Regions from separate parts of the Bicyclus anynana genome. Here region 1 is linked to region 2. A link is a contact called in public Hi-C data. All regions are on one chromosome and are shown on one strand. Each heading gives the region's core, a stretch centred on a gene start, on an enhancer-like site or on the middle of the called end of the contact. The rest is flanking DNA. Distances are from core to core; before and after follow the strand shown. Region 1 has its middle 14 kb from the start of LOC112042999. Region 2 has its middle 13 kb from the start of LOC112042976.

Region 1 (6,582 bases), core at 1,758-4,257, 240 kb before region 2:
AACGACAAACATTCCAACATATTGTGCTCAGGCTAATTAAAACGGCTTAATTTCCAACGTTTGAGCTGTCAAGTGTATCTAATTAAATAACGTTTCTGTAAATGTAATTTTGTTTATATCGCTGGCTTATTTACTCGGAGGGTATGACTGTTACGCCTCTCGGCACTGAGGGTCTGCAAGCTTGATTGCTTCATCAATCTTTCAGAAATTCCAGTTTCTTATTATTTATTGGTCTTATAAAGATAGCTCGCATTAGAAAACGACCTATTACACTGGAATGTAACAGCAAACACACACAGCTTTTATATAGTGCCGGATTAATGTAACTCGGTGCCCCAAGCAATCTTCACCTGTGGTGTGAATACGTACCGTAGGTACAGAATACATATGATGAATCATCCAACGTCAGTTTTAATTAGCGCGGATTTTGAAATTGCTGATTTTTTTTCTCAGTCGTCTCTTAAGTAACGTAGACGCCCTAAGTTTAAGCAACAGAGAAAGACGTGTTCACGTGCGTGAACAGGAAATATGCGAACAAAATCCTTCCCTAGATGGTCCTAGACCATCTAGTAGAGAGTAGCCTTATACTACATCGTCGACATCATCATCATCATCATCCTAATAATTTTAAGGATTTTCAATCTATTTTAGCCGCCTGCACCCAGCGGCTACCCCATCGCTAGATTAATACACCAAACCGTAATTTAACTACTAACGATAAACTAAGTTGGAAAATGAGTATGGAGTTAAGTTTCTAAACATCGTCGACACTTTCCTGATTACTTGACATGAAAACATTTGGGAACACTGAGTCTACGGGGAAAACACCAGAATTTTCATCAATAAAAGGCGTTCAAATATTATAGTCATTTCGGGGGAAAACAAACGGAAATCGGCTCCATTTATCAAACGTTTCTCGTAAAACTTTTTCCCTGATTTTCTCTGAACTTTCCTTACAAACATACGTGTCTCATTGTTCGATTCGTTTGATATATTTTGTGCTTATCATAAATTTCTCGTCTTTTTTCCTCTTCTTTTCTCCTTTATAGGAAAGGGGAGATGGAGCCTAAACGCATCACGCTGCTTTAATGCGGCTTGAAGGGATTAGGGTAATAAAGATAATAACCGGGACCGACGGCTTAACGTGCTCGTCAAGGCACGGGAACCACTAATTTCCCAACTCGAAGCTGAGAATGTTTACTGAAATTTTCTTAGAAGAAAGAAGAGCTCAGATGGATCTTAGATTCCAGAACCCAGGATCCTGATCCGAAGCAACATGGACCAACGTGGCAGTTAAGTAGGTGTATATGCAGATAACTTAAAAATATTAGAATTTTTACTATTCAAAATGAATGTCTCGTTCTTTGATAGACGAACTTTGATTTTTTTTAATCATTTCGATTAAACATAGACGTAATCAATGGATTAATATAAATTTCATTAGGTAACTTGGTACTCAGAAATTTTAGCCTTTTACGAAATAGTTAGTTGTGATCACATTGCAAACGAGTTTTCAAGTCGGAATATTGTACTTATACTTAGAGTGTTCCTTCGGAAAGTTCCCGGGATGGCAATTAAGAGTCGATGTGTAAATAGCACTTTAACTAGACTTGCCCATTAACTTCCCATGCACTGCTCCAAGTTGTGCTCTAGCTGGAATCACTTATCGGCGCCCGCCTGCGATGCGAGAATATACGATTACAATCAAAGACCGATTTATCTTTGAAAGTTATTCCAACTTGCTAATGTTACTTTTACCGGCACTCTATCTTTGAAAGAAATTGATATATTACTGAAATATATGTATTATGGTCTTTGGATGGTGTGTTTTGGTTCACTATTTAAATGAGTTCTTTGGCACTTTTAGATCCTCCACATGTAGATTCCAACCTCTCAGCTTTTAAACCCCAGCGCTCCAAACTTTTTAGGCAGGCTCTTACACACCTTTAAAGAGACTTTCCATTCTTCTGCGTCCTTCTAGGCCCTTTCTCTGGCAGAGTTTTTTATACGAACGTCCCTCGGTGACGCTTTTGCGGTCTCATTAGAAAAATACACAATGAGAAACAAATTACCTATCGATGTTACCTATCAGCACTCAAAAAAGAGTAATAATTAGTTTATACACTGTGATATCTTAAGCAGTGCTGACTGCTTATAGGTTAGAGTTTGTTTGTTTGAACGCGCTAATCTCAGGTACCTACTACTGGTCCGATTTGAAAAATTCGGGAACGGGTTGAAACCGCGCGGCGTCATATAGTATAATATATTTAGTAATAAGTGCTTTCTTGTAACAAAGCTAGTCCTGGGAATATCACCCCATGCTTATTGCTGCCATCACACATCATTGATCTAGCTTAACACTACGCCTTACCTAACTAAAGTTAATATAAACAGAAATTATTTGCACGCAGGACGTTCTCTTGCACGCCCTGCCGACGCCCCGCGGTTTTTTCGCGTAGTTTACGCTCCCGTGGGTATACTCACTCTCACCCTCACCCACAAACAGCTCAATAGAGTCTCAATAGCTCAACGGAAAGAGCGGTCGTACTCATCACCGAGGGGTGGTGGATCGATCCCCGCCCCGTTGGACTATTGTCGTACCCATCTTCTAATACAGTCTATCCTAACTAGTTGGAGGGGAATGGGAATATTGTTCAAACTTAAAAAATATATGATAAAAAAACAACGTGCCTTTTCATTGGTAAAAGAATTTTCCGAATCGGTTTAGATCCAGAGATTACCTACCCCCTACAATTTCAAAACTTTAACTCTTTATAATATTAGTATAGAAGTTTTCAACGTAGGATAAATTGCAGATGCTTGGTCTGTAGATTATTAGATACTATGCTATAAAAAAAACACTGTAATCGCTAATCCTCTATACTAAATTAAACTAGAATCACTACATAAATATCTGAACTGCGGCGGGAGGTGTCTTATAATCAGACAAGGCAGTCAAGCCTCGCCGATCTCCCTTTGAGAAACCTCCGAGCAATCGATTCCCGATGCTTTGTTGCGGTAATTAATTGACGGCACTGTCTGACTTGTAGTTGGGGTTACCTTGTGACAGTTTATTCATTACACAGGTAGGTAGGAGATACCTAGTTTACTATTGACATAAAATAGACGCCTATATTTTTTATTCTTTGATTGTTTGACCAATTAACGCTTAACTGCGATCTCACCTTATGTTAAGTGTCGATGCAATCTAAGATGCTATTGTGCTGATTTGGATAGAAAAGGTGTAGGCGTACCCTATAGTTCGTGTAATATATATTACCTAGTATCTAGATGGTATATACACAAAAACTTCGGTCAACATATCATTAGTAGTGGTAATAGATAACAATGGTTAATATACATATGTTTTCCATCACCGTTTGAGACACGTGATATTCAATTTCTTAAAATGCACACAACCAGTAGTCCAGAACTGAAATCTTGGAGGTGCATGCCCCAGACCAGATACGAACCAGCACCCTCCGGAATCGGAGGCAGAGGTTATATCCATTGGGATATCACGGCTCATCATCATTCTGAGAGGAGACTCGAGCTCAGCTGTGAGCTGAATATGGGTTGATAACGAATATACATATACTAGTTTGTCCAGGATTTTTTAGGCAGTCTACTCGCAACAATTTTCTAATCAGTTTTCATCCAATAAACCAGATAGGTGAAAGTCGTTTTTACCGCGGATTTTTAGACTACATTAGAAGTAGTTCCTACTTAAGTAGCTACTATAGAAATATTTTAAAGTCCAAGTAAAATAAAGAGTAAAATTCTGCAGAAGCAGAAGACAAATGAACTACCTATATTATTTCCTGTGCAATTTCTCTCCTAAAGAGACACCGCTTACCGCTGTGCCAGTTGCCTATACAGAAAATTGGAATAATATACAGTTCCCTCGCAAGTTGCAATATATTACGTGTCACCTAATGTAGATAGAGGATATGCAACGTGGGAAAGAGGTTTCGTAGAAAAATAATCAATATACAGAGGTATATATTCTCATATTCACAGCTGATAAGTAGAGACTTAGCTACTCGTAAGTCGTATGTCTACTATTCATCAGGTACCTACTAGTACATGCCTGCGATTTCATCTGCGTGGAAACCCTTGATTACCATAAAAGGTTGTAGTGGTTCAACCAAGGGTCACAGTATCGTGCATCACTTTTAAAATGGAACAATTCTGTCAAACAATTTTAGATACCTATTTTTTCTCAATATAAAAGGCCAAGGAATATAATCGCAAATCTGTATATCTGAGGTAATCAAGGTTATTTACGTAACAATGTTGTGATTTAATCAATTTTGGGAAAATCCATTTTCCTTGCGGCGCGGAGCTTCCGTAAACGTAATTTCACTAAATGGTGTTTAGCTGCGAACGCAATCTCGTAAATAACAGGTAAGAAGATGTTTTATTTATAAGGCTATTTTACCATACTTTGTCTTAGGTATAAATGATAAATATTATTATACTCTATAACCATATAAAAGTAAATAGGTCTAAAATCCAGAATTCCAACATTTTGAAAAGTGGAACGTATATGTTAGTAGAGGTATACTTAAGTAAACTATGGAGTTTATGATCATGGTGGCTTTGGGAGATAGCAGGTAACAAAGTGCAAGAATCAAACGTGGCTTTGGCAGATAGAAGGTAACAAAATGCAAGAATCAAACGTGGCTTTGGCAGATAGCAGGTAACAAAGTGCAAGAATCAAACATGACTTTTTTATATATATTTTTCGGGAAATAGAACAATCATGGCGTTATTTGTCGGACACTGATTTCGTACCAACCATTTGACAAATACTGTTAAAGATATACTTTCTTTTATTGAAAAAGAATACTAGGAAACTTAGCTAACTTATTCTGATAACTATACAAATCTTGGTTATGTGGAATCGTGGCAAGAATACTGGTTGCATTTCAGACAGGCTGATCCTTTGCACGAAAAATGACCCAGCCCCTCTGTCACGGGTCACCAGTAGAGGCAACTAGCTGCGGTGAAATACTTAGTTCGGAGAACTTTATTGGCACTGCAACACCATGGTCCAAGGGTCTCCATGGCAAAAGGAACAAATATGTAAGTAACTCTCATAGAGGCATACTTGTGCCACTTACCTACTGGTTTCAGTTTTTACTTTGAGATATTTGTACTTAAATAAGTTTCAGGATTTCTGACGAAGGACTAAAAAGTATGTAATGGAATGGAATGTCAAAAAGCGACATGAGCGAGACAAGACCCTAATGGTTCTGTTGTACGCACAACCGTGAGCCATTAATTATTATATGTTGATGGTAATGATGATGTGAGTGATGGGTTTTCTTCAAATCATTAAAGCTAAGATTATAAAAGAAATTAGTATGTCATCATCATCATCATCATCTCCTTACCCTTATCCCACTTAAGTGGGGTCGGAAAAATATGTCAATCTTTTCCATTCGTCTCTATTACTTGTCAACTCATCATACACTCCTTTTACACACATGTCCTCTTTCACACAATCCAACCATCTCTTCTTTGGCCATCCTCTCCTCTTATGACCTTCCACTTGCACATTCAACATTTTTCTAGGAATATGACTTTCCTCTCTACGCATTACATGTCCATACCAAGCTAACCTTCTACTCCTCAATTTTTCTGTCACTGGCGCCACCTTCAGACTTCCTCTTATATACTCATTCCTTATTTTATCTATTCTTGTCACACCACACATCCATCTCAACATTCGCATTTCGTTCACATGCATTCGTTTACTATCCGTCCCTTTCACCGCCCAACATTCTGAACCATACAGCACGACAGGTCTTACAACCGTTTTGTATATTTTACCCTTAAGTCTAAGAGGCATTCGCGGGTCACATAGTACACCTGAGACCTGTCGCCATTCATCCATCCCGCATTCATTCTACTTTTCACGTCTCGGTCCACATTGCCATCGTTTTGAAAAAGCGATCCGAGGTACCGAAAATCGGAGCAAGCTGGTAGGGTTACACCATTTAATGCAATTTTGGAAGATTGAGATGTACCGCTAAAGTCCAAGAATAAATATATATGTATGTACTATAAATAGTATGTATGTACTATAAAAAAAACATTTTATCACGACGAAGAATTGAAGATTTGGATCAAATTGGATGTTACGTTTTGCGGCTATGTTTCGACCCGGCTAGCTCCTCACTAGTCACATTAATCCCTATGAATTAGGGCGCCGCCTTGTCCACTAGATAAGGCGACTTTTACGGCATAGTTTGCAATTTCCTTGCGGCGATCCATTTACCGGTTTTCCTGAAAAGGTATATTTTCACATAGTACACCTGAGACCTGTCGCCATTTCATCCATCCCGCATTCATTCTACTTTTCACGTCTCGGTCCACATTGCCATCGTTTTGAAAAAGCGATCCGAGGTACCGAAAATCGGAGCAAGCTGGTAGGGTTACACCATTTAATGCAATTTTGGAAGATTGAGATGTACCGCCAAAGTCCAAGAATAAATATATATGTATGTACTATAAATAGTATGTATGTACTATAAAAAAAACATTTTATCACGACGAAGAATTGAAGATTTGGAT
Region 2 (5,834 bases), core at 268-2,767:
AATTATTTTTAATAAATAACGATAAGTTATAAATTAGGTATGATGATGAATGGTTTACCGCAAAAGTAGAAATCGGATAATAAATTAAAAAAAACTAGAAGTTTGATTTTTAAAATTCACTATCATATTCATCAAATAGGATTTATTGATTCGGTTAATTGCATGATAAATATATCAATATCAACAGATACATAAATCAGAGAATATTCCTCGTAACTAACTTATAAAAAAGATAAAAGTTATCAAAAAAAATTACTACCTAACCGATTCGTGTTTTTATTTAAGAGTTTTTAATTAAACTTTATTAATTGGTAAGTTCTAAAAACAGGTAGGTATTCTAATTAATAGAGATTATTGATCAAACAACCGTGGTGGTACAGCGTGTGATTGTAAGATTGTTTTATTGCTTTAAAATCTAATCCTCTAAAAGGAATCACGAAAATGCAAAACCGGCTATGTGTTTAACAAAAAATAAATATCAAAATGGCCGCCCTGTATCGGGGCGCGCGTCACAGTCCACAGACAACTAATAAAAAGAATGTCATAAGGCAAACATCACTGCGCATACAGGCTGCGCCCGGGCCGTGCGTTCCCATCCCTTCAAAGCCTGTCAGCCGGCGGAGATATGAGCCTAATTTATAATATCGCCTCTGTTGATACACTCGATAAAAAATTGTCGCGCGGATCACATGAACATAACTAGCATTTCACTTTGTCACTTTATTTTTTTCTTTTAAAAAAAAAAGCTGTTATAAAGCACTTGATAATGTCCATTAATATAAAGCTTGTATTCTCCTGAATCAGTTGCAGTCTAAGATTTTTTAAATACCTACACGTCTTTACGCACGCTTGACTTGTGGAGTGAGCTGAAGAATGCGTTACGAAAAGTGTAATCGGACGAGGCGAACGGACGTTGACAGGGAGAGCTAAATAAATTTTACTTCAATCGTGTGGTTCTGTCCTCATACTCTCAACAACGAGAGTTATGAACTTATACCTACTTGGGATTGGAAATGCATTTTGTTGTATTTGAACACTTTTTAACGTCCGTTGAAAATAGCCCAGCGTGGTGGGTCTAAGCTGCATATCCCCTCTCCAATAAAGTAGGAGTCATGATTTTCACAACAAGATTAATCTAAGAGTAACAAATATAAAAATCGATTCTTGAGAAAAAATCGAATTCCTCACGGACGAAGTCGCGGGCAAAAGCTAGTAATGCTACCTTAAGAAGAAACGCTAGATTTATAATTAATCTAGATTTATGTGTTTAGTTTATTATTCACTATTCATACTTCCAAAACTTTATTCATAAAAATAGAGCACACTAATTAATTAATCTCGAAGAAAAAACTAGACACGCTGGCGTCAAAGTATCGTAGTAATAAAACAAGTGTAGGTCCTTAGCTCGCAGACATGTGCCTGCATGAAACTCGTATTACGAGTATTGGGTATTGTATACGAGTATAGTGGGTACGGGCTGCGGGTTCGACGCGCGAAAACAGCCGCGGGCGAGTCTTTGACGCGCCGCGCCTCGCCGCGCGGTATGTCGCCGTTATGCGCCCTACACACGTCCAGTCTTACGAGATATACGTCGTCAACCCATATTCGGCTCACTGCTGAGCTCGAGTCTCCTCTCAGAATGAGAGGGGTAAGGCTATTAGTCCACCACGCTGGCCCAATGCGGATTGGCAGACTTCACACACGCAGAGAATTAAGATAATTCTCTGGTATGCAAGTTTCCTTACGATGTTTTCCTTCACAGATTGAGACACGTGATATTTAATTTCTTAAAATGCACACAACTGAAAAGTTCGAGGTGCATGCCCCGGACCAGATTAGAACCCACACCCTCCGGAATCGGAGGCAGAGGTCATATCCACTGGGCTATCACGGCTGTTACGAGACATACTAAAGGTGAATCATGAAAAGCAATGATAGCCCAGTGGAAATGACCTCTGTTTCCGATTCCGGAGGGTGTGGGCTCCAATCCGATCCGGGGCATGCACCTTCAACTTTTCAGTTGTGTGCATTTTAAGAAATTAAATATCACGTGTCTCAAACGGTGAAGGAAAACATCGTGAGGAAACCTGCATACCAGATAATTTTCTTGATTCTCTGCGTGTGTGAAGTCTGCCAATCCGCATTGAGCCAGCGTGGTGGACTCAGCGAGCTCAGAAGTGAGCCGAATATGAGTTGATAACGACGAACGAAACGAATCATGAATATCAGAATATACCTTTAAAATTGTAGGCTTTTTTACACTTACTAGTAAATAAAATAAAATAATAAATATCTACAAGAACTGAAGTAGGTAGGTACAGATTTTTTTCTTGAGATTTTTTTAGGTTCCAGCGGCTCCCTAACTAGCATGATGTCGTCGGTCCATCTAGTGGGAGGTCGTCTACACGGGGTCGTCATTCTAGCATGTTATGACTCCAACCACTACCGGCCCTTCGAACTATATGCCCCGGCCATTACTACAGTTTCCCAATTCGTTGATCTATACATTGAATTACTATGTACTACGTAGTACATAGTAATTAAATGGTTCTATATGAGCGAATATTCTTATTGCTGATTAGTCACGCAAATGTACTTCTGTAACTCAAAGCTCCATTTTTCTCTCCTATTTCTTTTGTACTATGAGTGGAAGATTGTGTTACCAAAACCATAATAATGTAAACATATTCCGTACTTCGTCACGAAAAATCACAGTCTAAAACGTGTAAAGGAGTCATAACAAGTTCTAAGCGATATCAATATTCGATACATTCAAACAGGTTAGTATGCTGCACAATGTTTATTTTTTATTGACGTGCTAAGATGTTTTATACTGAGCCTAGAAGGGTTTTTATTTTTTTTATTTCACTACAATGCAGTTGACAACGATCTCAAATGATTTAAGGTTACATATCAGAAACAAAGATAGCAGGATAATTTGAAAGAGGTAGAAGTTATTTCAGAGGTCCTAAGTTCGACTCATGAGTCAGGCTTTTCTCTTGAAAGTTCAGAGTTGAAAAGCCGTGCATCGGAGAACACATTAGAAGAAAGTCGGGTCCGCAGTCATCATTATTATCTGTATTAGTAATCATAACAGAGCCAAACATCACCAGGCTCGCTAACCCGCATTAGAGCAGCGAGGTGGGTCTAAGCTCCAGATCCCCTCTCTCATAAGGAGACCCGTGCACTGGAATGATGATGATGACAAGTATATTGTAGGTATTTTTTCAACCTCTAACTTTGTGTAGAAAATATGAGTGTCTGTTTGTTCTTGCAAAATTCAATATACCTAGGTACCTATGTAATAAAGTATTTTTTAAAGAATATTTGCCATATTTTTTTTATATGACCACTATTCCCATTCTTCTCCATTATGAGTGGGTACGACAATAAACCAACCGGGCGGGGATCGAACCAACACCCCTCGGTGATGAGTCCGACCGCTTTACCGTTGAGCTATTGAGGCTCTACCGCGTATTGGCACACTACCAGCGAGATGTATAAAAATAACTAACATATGCCGTTACCATACTTCAGTATTTTAATTTTTTTCCTTTACAAGTTAGCCCTTGACTACAATCTCACCTGATGGTAAGTGATGATGCAATCTAAAATGGAATCGGGCTAACTTGTTAGGAGGAGGATGAAATCCACACCCCTTTCGGTTTCTACACGACGTCGTACCGGAACGCTAAATCTCTTGACGGTACGTCTTTGTCGGTAGGGTGGTAATTAGCCACGGCCAAAGCCTCCCACCAGCCAGATCTGGACCAATTAAGATCGAACCCAGGACCTCCGTCTTGTAAGACCACGGAGGCCGTCAAAAAGTATTCGTCTATTTATAAAACGTCACGGTTTTACATGTGTCAAATATATTCATGATATTCATACTCCGTCAATGTATAAATCATAATTTGTAGGAGTAACCGAGTAAGTTCGCTGTTGTTAACCTTAATCGTTTGGTATGTTTAACATATCGGCCATTAAGATATTTCGCAGGTAATTTAACACACCTTTCTAACGTTTTAATTTAATGAACTAGAGGGACAGTTGTATTTTAATTGTTATGCCAGCTTTACACGCTTCTTTTTTTTAATATTTTATAATTAACGAACAAACCCATTCGACGGTAAGTGGAAATCATCGCTTATAAACAATGATATTAAATATTGTTAGATGTGTTACTAGCGCATGAAAAATGGGGCGTCCAAAAGAGGAAATTTATAGTCAACTCAATGTTAGTTGTTCTCTACAACGAACGTTATTTAAACAAATAATAACTGAATATCGTCTAAAATGTCGAGTTGTGTGTTCAGGAAGTGTAAAAACTATATTCATTAATATATAATGGAATTAAAGACTAAATTCTGCATGTGTGCGCTCAGTGTTGTGTGTGTTCGGATCACTTTTTGCAGTGATTTTGTAGGGACGTAACCGAAAAATTATCATTGCTTATAAACATGAATCGAATCAATCATGTTCGATGATGTAGTAGACTGTAGAGCCATAACATAAGGCAATTAAAATCTTAATAATGTCAAATATCTATTTGTGTATGTATATGTAAGTGATATTTTGTTATTAAAATCAACATACATATTTTAGCGATACGCCATACCTACGAGTATGTATAAAGTGTGAAATTGCTCCAGAAATGATAGAATGATTTGAATGAAACCAATTTCACAGAAGGTCTTCACAAATCATTATAACGTCATGCGCCCCTAATTAACCTGGCTGCCTCCTCGCTCTGATAAAATCTCGATCTCACTAATCCAACGGTTCAGTGACTAACACGCGAGGAATGCAGCTAGCGCCGCGCGGGAGTCGGGGTGGCGTAGAACCTGCTCAATATGAAAAAAACATTGAATAACCACAACTCCTAATTTACCTCACCACCGATAATCAACCTTAATGTATATAAGTAAAGTTCAATTTTCTAATTTGAAGTAAATTCCATGTTTAGTCCTCAAAAAATGAACGTTAGCGCCGGCGACAACGTACGCGCCATCGTGGTTGAGATTTCAAAGAGGATATGCCGTATTGTTATACGAAATGCTTTTTACAATTTAACGAATTTTTTTATTTATTTATTAAACTCAACGGCCACGGGGTATATTGAAAATAGACGTTGTTCAGAAATTCTTAATTTTTTACGCAATTTTCTTATTTTTTTGTTTCTTTAGAATTTTCTAAAAGTATCATACTTATGTCATCCAGTCGGGTTTTTTATTCAACTTCCTCATACACGATAGTAAAATAATACTGCTGTGGCATGGCATTACACTGTATCTTCATATACAGTGTTTTGTGGCGTCATTTATAGCGCACGGCACGGAACACGACAGTGTCGTAGCCGTTCCAAATACAAAATTCAAAAACGAATACATCTTCGAGTCAATACGACACGAAGTGTCGCATAAGTAATTTTCAATATTATTCAAAAAAAATGGCGTCTAAAAAAAATTTTAAGTATATAAAGCTAAAAATTTTAATATTTAAATGAAATATTTTAAAAACTGTTCACAAAAGTTGAAAAAGATGGAGTATTTTTTTTATTTGTAGGTAATTATTGATTATTATATTAATTTATGTATTTGTTGATAGTGTTAAGTTTTGTAATATGAAATATATCCTTGACATCCGCATATTTAGTAAGTATATGCGGATGTCAAAGAGACGCGTGACGTTCTTTTTATATGGGTTTCACTGGCTTCACCACGCTGCTTGACTCATTCTGGATTTTTTTAAATTTGTGACTGGCGTTTAAATATTTTGTTCAAGACCTCCAGAAATCTATACTAATATTATAAAGCCGAAGAGTTTGTTTGTTT

What was found. A called contact is a pair of places that touch in the nucleus more often than the background predicts.
Region 1: a contact with region 2 is called in a Hi-C map of whole body, with 1.9 times the contacts expected there. The contact joins two enhancer-like sites. A contact is called at or near these places in 2 of 2 Hi-C or Micro-C datasets (whole body and whole larva).

The regions. Positions count from the first base shown.
Region 1 is chr4:4,894,331-4,900,912 of ilBicAnyn1.1, reverse strand. No RefSeq gene overlaps it. Among protein-coding and RNA genes, the nearest start is that of LOC112042999, 14 kb to the left of the region's middle. Within about 2 kb of position 3,007, at least 7 of the 8 cell types and tissues checked have open chromatin away from gene starts, as enhancers often do.
Region 2 is chr4:4,655,999-4,661,832 of ilBicAnyn1.1, reverse strand. No RefSeq gene overlaps it. Among protein-coding and RNA genes, the nearest start is that of LOC112042976, 13 kb to the left of the region's middle. Within about 2 kb of position 1,517, at least 8 of the 8 cell types and tissues checked have open chromatin away from gene starts, as enhancers often do.